Linked DNA regions of Sus scrofa: all the other regions are linked to region 2. Evidence: chromatin contacts called from public Hi-C and promoter capture Hi-C data. All regions are on one chromosome and are shown on one strand. Each heading gives the region's core, a stretch centred on a gene start, on an enhancer-like site or on the middle of the called end of the contact. The rest is flanking DNA. Distances are from core to core; before and after follow the strand shown. Region 1 holds the start of MYL4 (myosin light chain 4). Region 2 overlaps MAPT (microtubule-associated protein tau). Region 3 holds the start of CDC27 (cell division cycle protein 27 homolog).

Evidence for each region. Promoter capture Hi-C pulls out the DNA fragments that hold promoters and counts their contacts. Hi-C and Micro-C count contacts between places; a contact is called where the count stands out from the background.
Region 1: a Hi-C map of embryonic fibroblasts shows a contact between it and region 2, with 2.5 times the contacts expected there. The contact joins the promoter of MYL4 here to the enhancer-like site in region 2. A contact is called at or near these places in 7 of 47 Hi-C or Micro-C datasets (embryonic fibroblasts, liver, mesenteric adipose tissue and 3 more) and 1 of 2 datasets of contacts at active chromatin or transcription factors (alveolar macrophages).
Region 3: a contact with region 2 is called in a promoter capture Hi-C map of skeletal muscle, with 8 times the contacts expected there. The contact joins the promoter of CDC27 here to the enhancer-like site in region 2. A contact is called at or near these places in 3 of 5 promoter capture datasets (fetal liver, liver and skeletal muscle), 12 of 47 Hi-C or Micro-C datasets (alveolar macrophages, embryonic fibroblasts, epiblast stem cells and 7 more) and 1 of 2 datasets of contacts at active chromatin or transcription factors (alveolar macrophages).

The regions. Positions count from the first base shown.
Region 1 is chr12:16,789,755-16,793,995 of Sscrofa11.1, forward strand. MYL4 (myosin light chain 4) reads right to left here and starts at 2,459. Exons shown (of 8, transcript XM_003131306.2): 1 at 2,303-2,459; 2 at 55-351. The coding sequence starts at 189.
Region 2 is chr12:17,114,944-17,119,356 of Sscrofa11.1, forward strand. All of the region lies in intron 7 of MAPT (microtubule-associated protein tau), which reads right to left. Among named protein-coding and RNA genes, the nearest start is that of MAPT, 94 kb to the right of the region's middle. Within about 2 kb of position 2,103, at least 50 of the 83 cell types and tissues checked have an H3K27ac peak or open chromatin away from gene starts, as enhancers often do. A contact at or near this core is called in alveolar macrophages, embryonic fibroblasts, epiblast stem cells and 6 more, where this site is marked.
Region 3 is chr12:16,809,321-16,813,354 of Sscrofa11.1, forward strand. CDC27 (cell division cycle protein 27 homolog) reads left to right here and starts at 1,548. Exons shown (of 19, transcript XM_003131307.5): 1 at 1,548-1,736. The coding sequence starts at 1,710.

The sequences.
Region 1 (4,241 bases), core at 1,209-3,708, 320 kb before region 2:
TATGATCCCAAATGTCATACCTACCCCCCATCCCAGTGGCCGAGGCTCACTCACCTTTATACTCTTGGGGTCAAAGGTGGGTTCCTTGGCAGGCTCAGGAGGTGGGGCAGGGGCTGGAGCCGGGGCCGGGGCTGGGGCTGGGGCTGCCTTGGCCGCTTCCTTCTTAGGCTCAGGCTTCTTGGGAGGCATGTTGTCTTGCTGAGATCTTCCGCGGAGGTGGCACCCAGGAAGGACTCAAGAGACGCGGCGCCCAGGAGATGAGATGGGAGACTGGGCTGCCTCCCGCCCCTTTTATCCTGGGCAGGAGCCCCCACAGAGGGGCTGGGTGAGAGCGTGAGCAACTGTGGCTGACTATAAAAGGAAGAAACACCAGCAGGGTACAGCTGACAACTGTGTATTGTCACCAGGTTTGGGGCTACCAGTCCCCACCCCACCCCTCACCCCCACCTCACACACTCACGGCCTCCACCTCTGGGACAGACTGACCCTTCCTGCCAGTTGGTGGAGACCAAGAGGGGCCAGGAAAACAGACCCTCCCAAAAATGCCAGAGTCCAGCCAGAGAGATGAGCTGACTTGAGCAGTTGATAACCCTCACACAAAGCCCAGGGGAGGGTGAAGCTTTTTTTAGCCCCTCCTGAGCAGAGGCAGCCCACTGCACATTCCTTTTAAGCCAAGATCCTTTAAGCTGAGAGCCATTCCGGGGCCTCGGCTCTGCCCTGAAGTTCAACTCACAGGCCTGGAGCCCTGAAGCAACAGCTGGTCCAGCCAACCCAGGCTGTCCCACACCCTCCCAACCCACAGGGTAAAACCCTCCATCTTCCAGAGCCAGCTCCCCAAGAACTCCCCAGCCCTCAAATCCCTAGGTCCACCCGCACAACCTCAATCACTCCTTCAACAAATACTGAGTGCTCAACTTGTGTCCAGAGGAGCTAGGGTGAGAAGCAGAGGGGTTGGCTCAAATGCAATGAGATCAGAGGTCAGGATCTCAGGTCTCATTTTTACTATATACTTCTAACTCACTGTGCGCCTCCTGGTTGTGTGTGTGTGTGTGTGTGTGTGTGTGTGTGTGTGTGTGTGTGTGTGTGTGTAGGGCTCTTTATGTATCAGGCCTGATAGTTAAGTGCCATTCATATAAAATCTCATTAAATCTTCACTATAGGAGTTCCCGTCGTGGCGCAGTGGTTAACGAATCCGACTAGGAACCATGAGGTTGCGGGTTCGGTCCCTGCCCTTGCTCAGTGGGTTAGGGATCCGGCGTTGCCGAGAGCTGTGGTGTAGGGCACAGACTCGGCTTGGATCCCACGTTGCTGTGGCTCTGGCGTAGGCTGGTGGCTACAGCTCCGATTCAACCCCTAGCCTGGGAACCTCCATATGCCGCGGGAGCGGCCCAAGAAATAGCAACAACAACAACAACAACAAAAAGACAAAAGACAAAAAAAAAAAAAAAAGAATTAAAAAAAAAATCCTCACTATAATCCTGTAAGGTAATAATAATAATATCTTTATTATCACTCCCATTTCACACATGAGACTGAGGCTAAAACTGATCAAATAACAAGGTCAGAGCTAATTCACAATAAACTAGCATGAGAAGCAGGTATGTCTGATTGTAAAGGTAATGCTTGAATAATGCATATTATAATCCCAGTTCGGGGGAGCCCATATACGTCTGTGTGTTCATCAGAAAGGTTAGGATGAATACATATTAGACCATTAACAGGAGACACCCCTGGGGACTCAAAGGGTGAGGACAGGAGGATAACAGCAATTTTCAGTTTTTTACTTTTTTCACTTCCTGTATTAACGGAAATTTTTTTCAACAAGCATGTACTGTTTTTGTAAAAAAAAAAAAAAGTTAAAAGTCAAAAAATGTCAGAAAAACAACAGAAAACTTAACCACTGCACAGAATTACTTTGAGCTGAATCTTACGACTCTACAGTTCAGAGGATGAAGAGAAATAAAGCTGAAAGAGAAGTCACTTTGCCTTTCTAGGTCCAGTTTCCTCATCTATAAAACAAGGTTGATAGACCACATAATTCCTGATGCCCTGGAGCCCACATCTGCCCATTCTCTGGGTTCCCTAAGCACGGGCTCCATAGTTTCATTTCCCAGATATTTAGAGCCAAAAGGGCCCTTAGAGATCGTCTCACCCCCTCTGCTTTGACAGGTGAGGAATCTAAGGCAGGAGACTTCGGAGCCACCTCAAGACCCTCAGCTATTCGCAGGCGGAGTGGAGCCAGCTAAGCCCGGCTCCCTGCGTGTGATGCTCTGACACCACCCGCCCCTCCCCTACCCTGTACCTGCTCTCACTGTACCACTAGTGAGCAGGGAAGACTTCAAAGAAAACTGAGGCAGGAAAGGAGGCCAGGACTTCCCCCAAGGGGATCCTAGAGCAAGGCCAGGGCCCCAACCCTAGGCCAGTCCTGGTCCTGGACAGGCACGGCAGCTCCTTGGCTCTTTTCCCCTCCCCACTTCCTCTCTTCTGCCCTTTCTCTTCCTTCTGACTCCTTGTCACCTGCTCCCATGTGCCTCTGCTTGCACCCTTCAGCATTCTCGGCTCTCTCCCTCTCCCTCATTCCCCAGGGGGCTGGGAGCTCAGGTTGCTGGTGATGAGGAAGGAGGGATGAGGAAGCCGAGCCTCTCCCCCTCCCCCACCCCCACCCCCAGCATCCCCTCCCTGGACAAGGTGTCTGGGGTTTGCAGAGGTACACAAACTGTGGAAAACTGCAGGCTAGAAGCTACAAGAGCTAGACGCCACTGTCCTGACTCCAGCCACTTCCCCTCTCTGGGCCTCAGCTTTCTTATCTCTACAAGGAGAGATAGTCAGGGGATTTCAAAGTGTGCAACAGACACCTAAGGCATCCTTAACTTGCTTCTGGCAGTAAGGGACGCAGAGAGGCCAGGTCTGGGGCTCCCCTACCCCTGCCGCTTCAATCAGCACCACTCCTAAGTGTTTTATGTATTACACATAGGAGACAATCACAGCTGTGGGTTTTACCTTGCCTTCCAAGGCAGAGGAAGCTAGAGGCATGCTCAGGTGTCTGGTTTTCCGGAAAGCAGTGCCCGGAGAGAGGCCCACAGGAGGGAGGGATGGGTAAGGTGGCCCTGGCTAACGTGACTGTAGAGTGTGGATTTAGGAACAAGGAAGAGGTGGAAGGGAACTGGGGAGGGGAAGGACGGCTGCTGAGTACCCACGGTGTGAAATATTTGTGGCTCAGAAAGCATGTAGCAGGTCCCTGGGGCCAGACAGCCTGCCTGTCAGCAACACTCAGATGAGTGGCCTGCATGCCTGAAACCTCAGTGGGGGAGGAGCATCTCCTCAAATCGGTTTCTGATTCTCTTTAAGCAACCCCAGCTAAACAAGCAACTGGTACTCAGAAGCCACTGGAAGAGAGCTGTGGTTTCCCAGAAAAAGCCACACGTTGTGAGTCAAGATACCTGACACCAGCCTCATTATTACTAAAACCCACGATGCCCGCAGTTCATAAGACCCCAGGAACCGGAGTCAGAGGTTTCTTACGGTCCTCATTCTGCTTTATGGCCACCGACTGTCACCCTCCAATGTTATCCACCTAGAGTACCCTTCACAGGGGTTACAGCAGGGTCTTACCCTCCAATACAAGTTCAACAATCAGAGCAAAGGAAAGGAAGAGAGAAGGAAAGAGGAGGCAGAAGTGAGGAGGCCAGCGGAGTAGCAGGTGCTGGCAGCTTCACTACTGCCTCTGGGAGGCACGGGGGTTCCCAGCCAGAGCATTTGCTCCAGGCCAAATGCTCCCATTGGAAGGACCTCATGCTTGGTAGAAGGAAGACAAGGACAGAATTTCACACCAACCAGTTTACACCACACATCAAATTCAGGGACAATGCACAGAGGAGAACTGACATGAGCCCTGGTTTAGGCTGGGCTAACGCAGACTCAGGCATCCTCCTTCCTTCACCTCTAACCACGCAAGGCCAGTGTTCTGCCCCAAGGGAGATCAGTTAGTCTCCTGCCTGGGATCAAATGCTGCTGACAGCAGGCCTGGCTGTTAAAGCCTTGTCCTTGTCACTGCTCCCCTCTTTCTGTCCAGTGTCTCATAAGCTAGACATCATGGGGCAATGCCCTGGCCAACACTACATTTATCTGTCCCCATAGAGGGCACTGGGTGAATCAGGCTCTGCTGCAGGGCAGAGGTTAAGGGGGCCCACCCAAGAGTTAGAGTCCTGGGTTAGAGGCCTGATCGAGTTGTCCACCAGGCA
Region 2 (4,413 bases), core at 853-3,352:
TTTCACAAGAGAATTGGAGCAGTTTAGAATTGGAAAAGACACAGAAACACACAAAATAATAAAACAAGAAAATTGAAAAGATAATGGTAAGAGAAGGAAAGACTATCAGGACAATTGTACGACTGATCATCGCATTTAGCTCTGAGCTTCCTGGAAGTCAAGGCAAAAAGGGAAAGATGATAATTACATAACTCCCTTACCTGACAAAGAAAATTTACCAGTTTTTCAAAGAGGTTATCTTTCTTTATATATATATATATATATATATATATATATATATGTATTTATTTATTTATTTTGTCTTTTTAGGGCCGTACCCAAGGCATATGGAGGTTCCCAGGCTAGGGGTCGAATCGAAGCTGCAGCTGCCGACCTAGGCCTTAGCCACAGCAACACCAGATCTGAGCCATGTCTGCAACCTACACCACAGCTCACAGCAACGCCAGATCCTCAACCCACAGAGCAAGGCCAGGGATGAAACCTGAATCCTCATGGATACTAGTCAAGTTCGTAAACCACTGAGCCATGATGAGAACTCCATTCTGTACTGATTTTTACAAGAAATTCATCAAATGACTCAAGAGACATTAAGCAATAACAAGATCTGCAGCATACACAGAAATGTTTTCTCCATGTGGCTTTTTCTTCTTTTTATGGCCACATCTGCAGCATATGGAAGTGCCCAGGTTAGGGGTCAAATAGGAGTTGCAGCTGTAGGCCTACACTACAGCTGCAACACTGGATCCAAGCTGCATCTGTGACTGATGCCACAGCTTGAGGCAATGCCGGATCCTTAACCCACCCACTGTGGGGCCAGGGATTGAACCCGCATCCTCACAGACACTGTTGGGTTCTTAACCCACTGAGCCACAATGAGAACTCCCATATGTTTTTTCCTCGTTCCAATCCCACAAAAAAAGGCAAAAGCTTTTGCAGGATTTGGCAGGAGACATAAGGATATTTACAAAGCAGACCTGAATTACTGTTAGTGGTCAAATTAAGGCAATACCCTTTACAGAATGGTAGATTTACAAAAAGGAGAAGAAAGGGCAATGGATGGCATTATGAAAATGGAATCCTAAAACTTAATTTCTCAGCTGAGTAAATGTAAAGTATTGAGCCTCAGCTCTGGGCAGACACTGAAAATACCCATCAAGGAAAAAACGTTTTGGAGGCTCCGATTTTTGATCCAGAGGTCTCCTAATCCAGGGACATATTCCTGTGGTCAGGGTTTGATCTGGAGGAGAGGCTGGGGTGGGGTGAGGCTAGGAGTGGATCCACTTTGGTTTAATCCATTTCCCGGACAACCCCAAACGGTTCCAAACTCTCATCAGACCTTGTTCCGGTTCTGTTTGGGCTCAGATTTCTCAAGGTGCTCCAGATGGCCCAGCCCTCCCCCTCAGGAGCTCCCAGGCTGGCCCAGTGTCTTCAGGCCACCGTCACATCCCTGGGGACGCATAGGGTTGGGCCTGGCTTGGCCTCAGTAGGGTCAACAGGCTCAGTGCTGAGGCTTGGGGGCTGGTGGGAACTTAACATGGGTCGGCACCGGACACCATAGCAAGCTATTTCTTCAAGCCCAGGATGGTCAGCCTGAAAACTGACCCAGAAGCTCAAACTATTTACATTGTTCTTTTAAACAGTAGCTGCTGCCAAGCTTCTTTAAAATGATGGGATTTACACCAGATTTTTCAGAAACACAGATGCTGTGTACAGGGAAAGTGCCCAGAGGGTCTTGGAGTTATAGGCCTGTCCCAGAGGAGGATCTGCAGAGCCTGACACTTCAACTCAAGTTCTGCTGAGTCTCTGGCCCTGATCCAGGACAGGCAAACTATTCTAGGTACAGACTCACATTTTTTACTTCACATAAGTGTTCTACACACACACATACACTTTTTGAAATGAGACCTGAAACTTTGTCAGCAAATACAGCGGACTCACATCACAAAATACTTCAGTTCTCGGGAATGAGACGGCCGCCTACAGCGTGCCATTGCCATCTTGTGGCCATCTGGAATATTGCAGCCCAAGGCTTTCCAAGCCCTGCAGCTGTGTCCTGTCTGGGGCCTTCACCTCCCAGCTACCGTGACTTTGGCTCCATCTGCTGGAAGTCCACCAGACCACCCTCCCCCTCCTCCCCACACCATGCTCTGGTCATGACTCTGCATGTCCCTTCTCACCTTGGCAGCCACAGGGAGCCCCCTAGTTCTTACCTGGCAGCCTCGGCCCCAAATGAGCTCCTCTCTCTCACCGTGGAAGGTACCTGGGACCCCTGTGCTCTCCGCTGACCACACAGAGCAGCTGCTGAGGTCGGTGCCGCCTTAATCTCGGCCAGGCCCACACTCGCCCCTCTTACTCAGCTCCGCCTCCATGACTCACTGCAGTGGAGCCTGAGGCTCTGCAGGCGGTGTCACCCACCACCCTCTGCCTTCTCCATCCTATCCCATCCTGTCCTGTCGGGCCAAATGCCCAGGCAGTTCACAGCAGAGCCAGCAGGGACCTCCCTCTACCAGCTGTTAACTCTCAGTTCTCCCGTAAACAAACGCAGCTCCAGCCCAGCCCACGCCCCTCTGCTGCCCCGGCTGGGCCTGTTTTAGCTTTAGTTTGCTTTTGCTCTCAGATAGCTTCAGGGGCAGTTTCCCACTAGTCTCTCTCCGTCTGGGTGGGTCTCCAGAACTCTGTGTTGGGGACTGTCCTCTCAGAGACCCAGTGATGATCCCCTCAAAGGGTCTGTCCTGTTTTCTCTGATTTGTTGGTGCAACTGGCATTGTGAGTGACACTCTAAACACAGGTGATTCTCAGGGTGGTGACTCTGGATGGTGCAGGTGACCTCCTCAGGGTGGATGACCACACAGGTGACCCTCAGTGTGGGGGACCATCGATGGTGCAGGCTGCTCCCTCCTGCGTGTGGCCGACCTCTCCTCCTGCCCCCCCCCTTTTTTTTTTTTTTTTGTCTTTTTGTCTTTTGTTGTTGTTGCTATTTCTTGGGCCGCTCCCACGGCATATGGAGGTTCCCAGGCTAGGGGTTGAATCGGAGCTGTAGCCACCGGCCTACACCAGAGCCACAGCAATGCGGGATCCGAGCCACGTCTGCAACCTACACCACAGCTCACGGCAACGCCGGATCGTTAACCCACTGAACAAGGGCAGGGACCAAACCCACAACCTCATGGTTCCTAGTCAGATTCGTTAACCACTGCGCCACGACGGGAACTCCATCCTGCCCCTTTTTATTAGCTCATGTGTCTCCTTCCCCAGCCTGGGCCTTGGAGGCAGGATCTCTTAGCATAGGGTCTGGCGCTCAGAGGTGCCCCAGAAATGTTGGATGAATGAATAAAGGAAAAAAGGGAGGAACCAGCTTTTGAGGCTATAGTATGTTCTCTTTTTTTTTTTTTTTTTTTTTTTTTTTTTTTTTTTTTTTTTTTTTTTTTTTTTTTTTTTATGCAGCTATATTCCTATTGAATTCTTAGCCCCCTCCCAACCCCCTTCCGACCGCCGCCCTCCCCACTCCCCGCCATCGTACCCCTGACAGGCAACCACCGCAACTCATGTTCCTGTCTCGTTCCACTGCCCACCTCCTCTTTTCTAATTTATTTCTGCTCTTATCTTTGTTTCTGTATTCTCATTTCTTTTCTTGTATTCCCTTTTTTCCCTCCATGAACATAATTTATATGCTGCAGTCATTTAATTTTTTAAAATGAAATTATTTAAAATCAAGACTTTCTCCTAAGTACAATTTGTGGACATTGCCATATACTTTATGGCATTTGTTACCAAGGCATTTGGAAAAGCTATTTTGATTTCCAAACTGAATGAGCAATGACAAAGCATTTGTGGTCATGTTGGTGATAGGTACACAATGAAGTTCTGGTGTATTACACTGAGCTTAGAGAGTAGAAGCACTTTCGGCTTCTCTACATGAGTATTTTTCTTTATGGACTAAATAGACTATTAACATAATGTCTGAACTCTTAATAATAGATAAACTCTTTGTTTAATTCCTCATATTTGTTAATTTCCCTTTTCAATTACATGGACTTTCTATGTTCTTTTAGCTTTTACTTTAATCTACTGACACCTCCAGTCACAACTGTATTTCTATCAAACTTTTTTTCTGAATAGAAATGTTATTTTTCTTTCTTTTTTCTTTTCTTTTCCTTTCCTTCCTTCCTTCCTTCCTTTCTTCTTCCTTCCTTCCTTCCTTCCTTTCTTCTTTCTTTCTTTCTCCTTCCTTCCTTCCTTCCTTCCTTCCTTCCTTCCTTCCTTTCTTTCTTTCTTTCTTTCTTTCTTTCTTTCTTTCTTTCTTCCTTTCTTTCTTTCTTTCTTTCTTTCTTTCTTTCTTTCTTTCTTTCTTTCTTTCTTTCTTTCTTTTTCTCTTTCTTTGCTTTGTAGGCCCGCACCTGCAGCATATGGAAG
Region 3 (4,034 bases), core at 298-2,797, 310 kb before region 2:
GAGTTAACAAACCTGACTAGCATCCATGAGGACTTGGGTTTGATCCCTGGCCTTGCTCAGTGGGTTAAGAATCCAGTATTGCCGTGAGCTGTGGTGTGGGTCACAGATCCCAAGTTGCTGTGGCTGTATCGTAGGCCTGCGGTTACAGCTCTGATGAGACCCCTAGCCTCAGAACCTCCATATGTTGCAGATGTGGCCAGCCCTAAAAAGCAAACAATCAAACACACAATAAAACCCAAATGTTTTCCTTAACCTTAAGGTTACCAAAGAGGGAAGGGAGAGAGAGGGAGAAATTAGGAGTATGGGATTAATAGCTACAAACTACTCTACACAAAATAGATAAGCAACAAGGATTTACTGTATAGCACAGGGAACTATATTTGATATTTTGTAATAAACTATAATGGCAAACAATCTGTAAATATATCTGCATCACTTTGCTGTTCACCTGAAACATAATATTGTAAATCAACTATACTTGAATTTAAAAATATTGCAAAGACTTTTTCTTATCTACCAAAAAATAAAGTTTTGATAGTTCCCTGTTCACACATTCTGGGGGGAAAGGGAGCAGGAAGTAAATTTGAGAACCTCTTAGAGTTTGTTAGACACAGTCACATACTTTAATGCATTTAGTTCTCTTAATTGCTTTTTTTTTTCAGACTAAGGCAACAGAAGTTCAGGGAGGTTGTGACTTGCTTAAGGACCTAATACAATTTAGTGCCAGAGATAAAATTCAAAACTAAGCCTCTGAATTTCCCAATACACCACAATGCCTCTATCAAGAATAAAAAACTCTTCCCTCCTGAGATTTTTCCATGATCTGGCCACCTAAATAATCATTTCCAGTTAACGTACCAGATCTCATTCTACTTCCTTCTATTTTCTCCTTTCTTCTAATTCTACCCATCCTTCGAAACCAGTCTGAAACTTCCTCATCTCAATCCTAATTAATTTCCCTTTCCTCTCTTCTGAATGCTCACATCACCATATAATGTACTATTCTTTGTTACATTAGTTTTCCGTTAAATAGACAATAATCTCTTTGAGGACCGGGGTCCTACAAAATCTTCGGGGGTGGCAATCCTTCCAATTTCCTATTTTCCTTTTGAGCCTTGAATAGATAGTTCTGGAATGAATGAATGACCTAAACTCAAAATACAGATAATTCTTGTTTAACTAAAGTCAACCCCAAACTCTTGGGTTTAACCCTTTGCTTAATCTGCAGCGCACCAATTAATCCAGCAAGGTTGAGCGGAGAAGCAAGGCGGCCACCGGGTCACGTAACGATCCCAGCTGACTCCTGCAGCCATGCCCAGCCTACTGGTTGCGGATTGGGCGTGCCCTAGGGTGGCCCATGGGGGGCGTGGCGTGCGTGAGTGAAGGCATGGCGTAGAAGTGGAACCTACGCACTGGGTTACACTCGGTAATCTCCGGTAATCCTCGACAATTTCCGGCAACGGTCTCCTCCTCCGTCGATACACCTCGGGTATTTCCGGTTTCCTTCGGTCATTTCCGTCTGGCTCCCGCCCCGGTCTCTCCACTTCGGGTTTTTCCGTGTCCCTTTCGGAAGTACTCGGCAATCGCTCGGCCTCCCCCATCCCCCGGTAACGGTCGCTGGTGAGTTTAAATGAGCCGGGGCTGGCCGGGCCGGAGCCGCTACGGGGGGGGGCCTGAGGCACTGCAGAAAGTGGGCCTGAGCCTCAAGGATGACGGTGCTGCAGGAACCCGTCCAGGTAATGGTAACCCCCTTCGCTGAGGCTTGGCTCGCAGCCTTGGTCTGGAAGCAGCGTATGGCCACTTCGCGGCCTGGTGCGGCCTAGGCCCGGCTGCTTCTCCCGCCTCCCCTCTCGCCGGCTTCTGCCTGTCTTCTCGTCAGTTCCGAAGCCTTGCCCGCAACCTAAGCCGTGTTACCTCTGGCCCTACATTACTTCTTCCCCCAGCAGGAGCGGGGTTCGTTGATAAGACCCCCTTTCCCTTCCAGGCCAACGTCGAGCGAACCCCTTCTGTCAGTCTGGGGGCCGGGCCCGGGACGGGTTTGGGATGAGGGGGCGGAAAACTAGCCCCAGGTGCTCTCTTGCCTGAAGATGATTGGGAAGCATATTTGATCAGCGTTTGCAGGATCTTCATAATGGTGGGGCAAGTTTGCGGGGAGAGTGTTGTTTTTGATTTTGTTTTTGTTTTTTTGTGAGTAGGTGGAGGGAGGGTAGGATCGGTGTTTTTAATACTAATTTCTATTTCGGTGACAGACTTTGTAACCCACGTTGCTTTTCTCGCCCAGTAAACTTCCTTCTGGACAATGATTTCCGTCGAGAACTCCAAGGCCCGGTGCTGAGATGCAAGCACCTATTAAAGGGGAGAGGGTGGAAACGGCAAGTTGGGTTTTTTCCATGACCTATGATGGGAATCAGGAGTGTTTTATTGTACGTGTTTATAAGGCGTTCAGGAAATGAAAGGCAGATAATGATTTTTCCGTCCGTACCACACCAAGGTATGTTTTGATGCAAAGTGCTCCATTGGCTTGGAAGGAACCCTATTGGATTTTAAGTGTGTGATGATGCAGTGCCAAGTCATTCCCCCCCCCCCCAAGACATCTGAAGAAACTGAATCTTTTGTCCCTTGGTGATGGACCAGGTCTGGGAGACTTTATGCCTACCCTATGATCTTTGAATTGATTAAAAGAGTTGACCTTTATCAACTACTGTCTTTGAGTCAGGGACTTTCTTTATTTTGAAGTTAAAAAAAGAAACCAATTTTAGAAGTTCTTTCATATTGCCCTTAATAGGCCTATTCACTACTTACTATTGGTATCACATAGTAAAAAATTTAATACATCACTCCTTCCATATTTCCTTAATTTTTCTTCACAGGATGAAATACTATTTTCTCCTAGTTGGCTCTTTCTCTAGCTCTTTTCTGTATAGCAACTATTAGTTTTTTAGTTAATATAATGTGAGATTCTATCCTGGAAGTTTACCTGTTTTTACATTATACTGGTGCTTTCAAAGCTATTTCCTTCCATCACTTTTCTCTTACTAGTAAAGAGTCCCTTTTTAAGATTTTTTTTTTGAAGCCTAACATGAAATTGGAAGTTACTGTCTGTACCTTTTTAAATGGATAAGCAAATCACTTAAATCGTTTAATTTCTGCTTCAGATTTTTGTAATTTCAATAATTAATGATATATTTTCCTTCTCTGGTCCCCAAACCCTTCTAAAATGATAAACTAGTTTTATTACTAACCTATAACAACTATTTATTAACAATTTAAACTTACATAAAAACATAAAGAAAATATGTAGCCAATTCCTTGATAGTACCAATCGAGTTTCCTCTTTTTCTTTAAAGTACTCTTAACTCTAAAGCATTTAGGGTATTTTTAAGGCTTAAAAGTCAGATTTGTCTTGGAGTTCCCATCCTGGCTCAGCAGTTAGCAAACCCAGCTAGCATCCATGAGGACACGGGTTCAATACCTGGCCTTGCTCAGTGGGTTTAGGATCCAGCATTGCTATGAGCTGTGGTGTAGGTCGCAGACGTGGCTTGGATCCCACATTGCTGTGGCTGTGACATAGGCAGGCAGTTGCAGCTCCAATTGGACCCCTAACCTGGGAACCTCCATATGCCGTGGGGGCAGCCCTAAAAAGACAAAAAGACCCCCCCCCCAAAAAAGGTCAAATTGGTCTTTTTTTTTTTCCTATACTACCTTTATTAGATTTGGGCACAGTGGTAAGATGAGTGAAGATAGAGCTAGGTGAGAATTTTGGTTATAATTTTTACTATGAGAAGAAGCCATTCAAGAAGGGATCTGGAGCAATAGGATCTTTGGCTACAATGATAAAAATCAACTGATAGGAATAGTGCTGAAAATGGGAAGGAATTATTAAAAAAGAGAATAAAAATAGAACAGCTACATAAGATACTTTTTTTAAAACTCTAGTAAGTGATTGCATGTATTTGTGAAGGAATGAAAGAAGGTATTTCCTTTCTAGGGATGTCTCTGCTCAAGGTATTACTAGGCCTCCTTGGAAAAAGTTG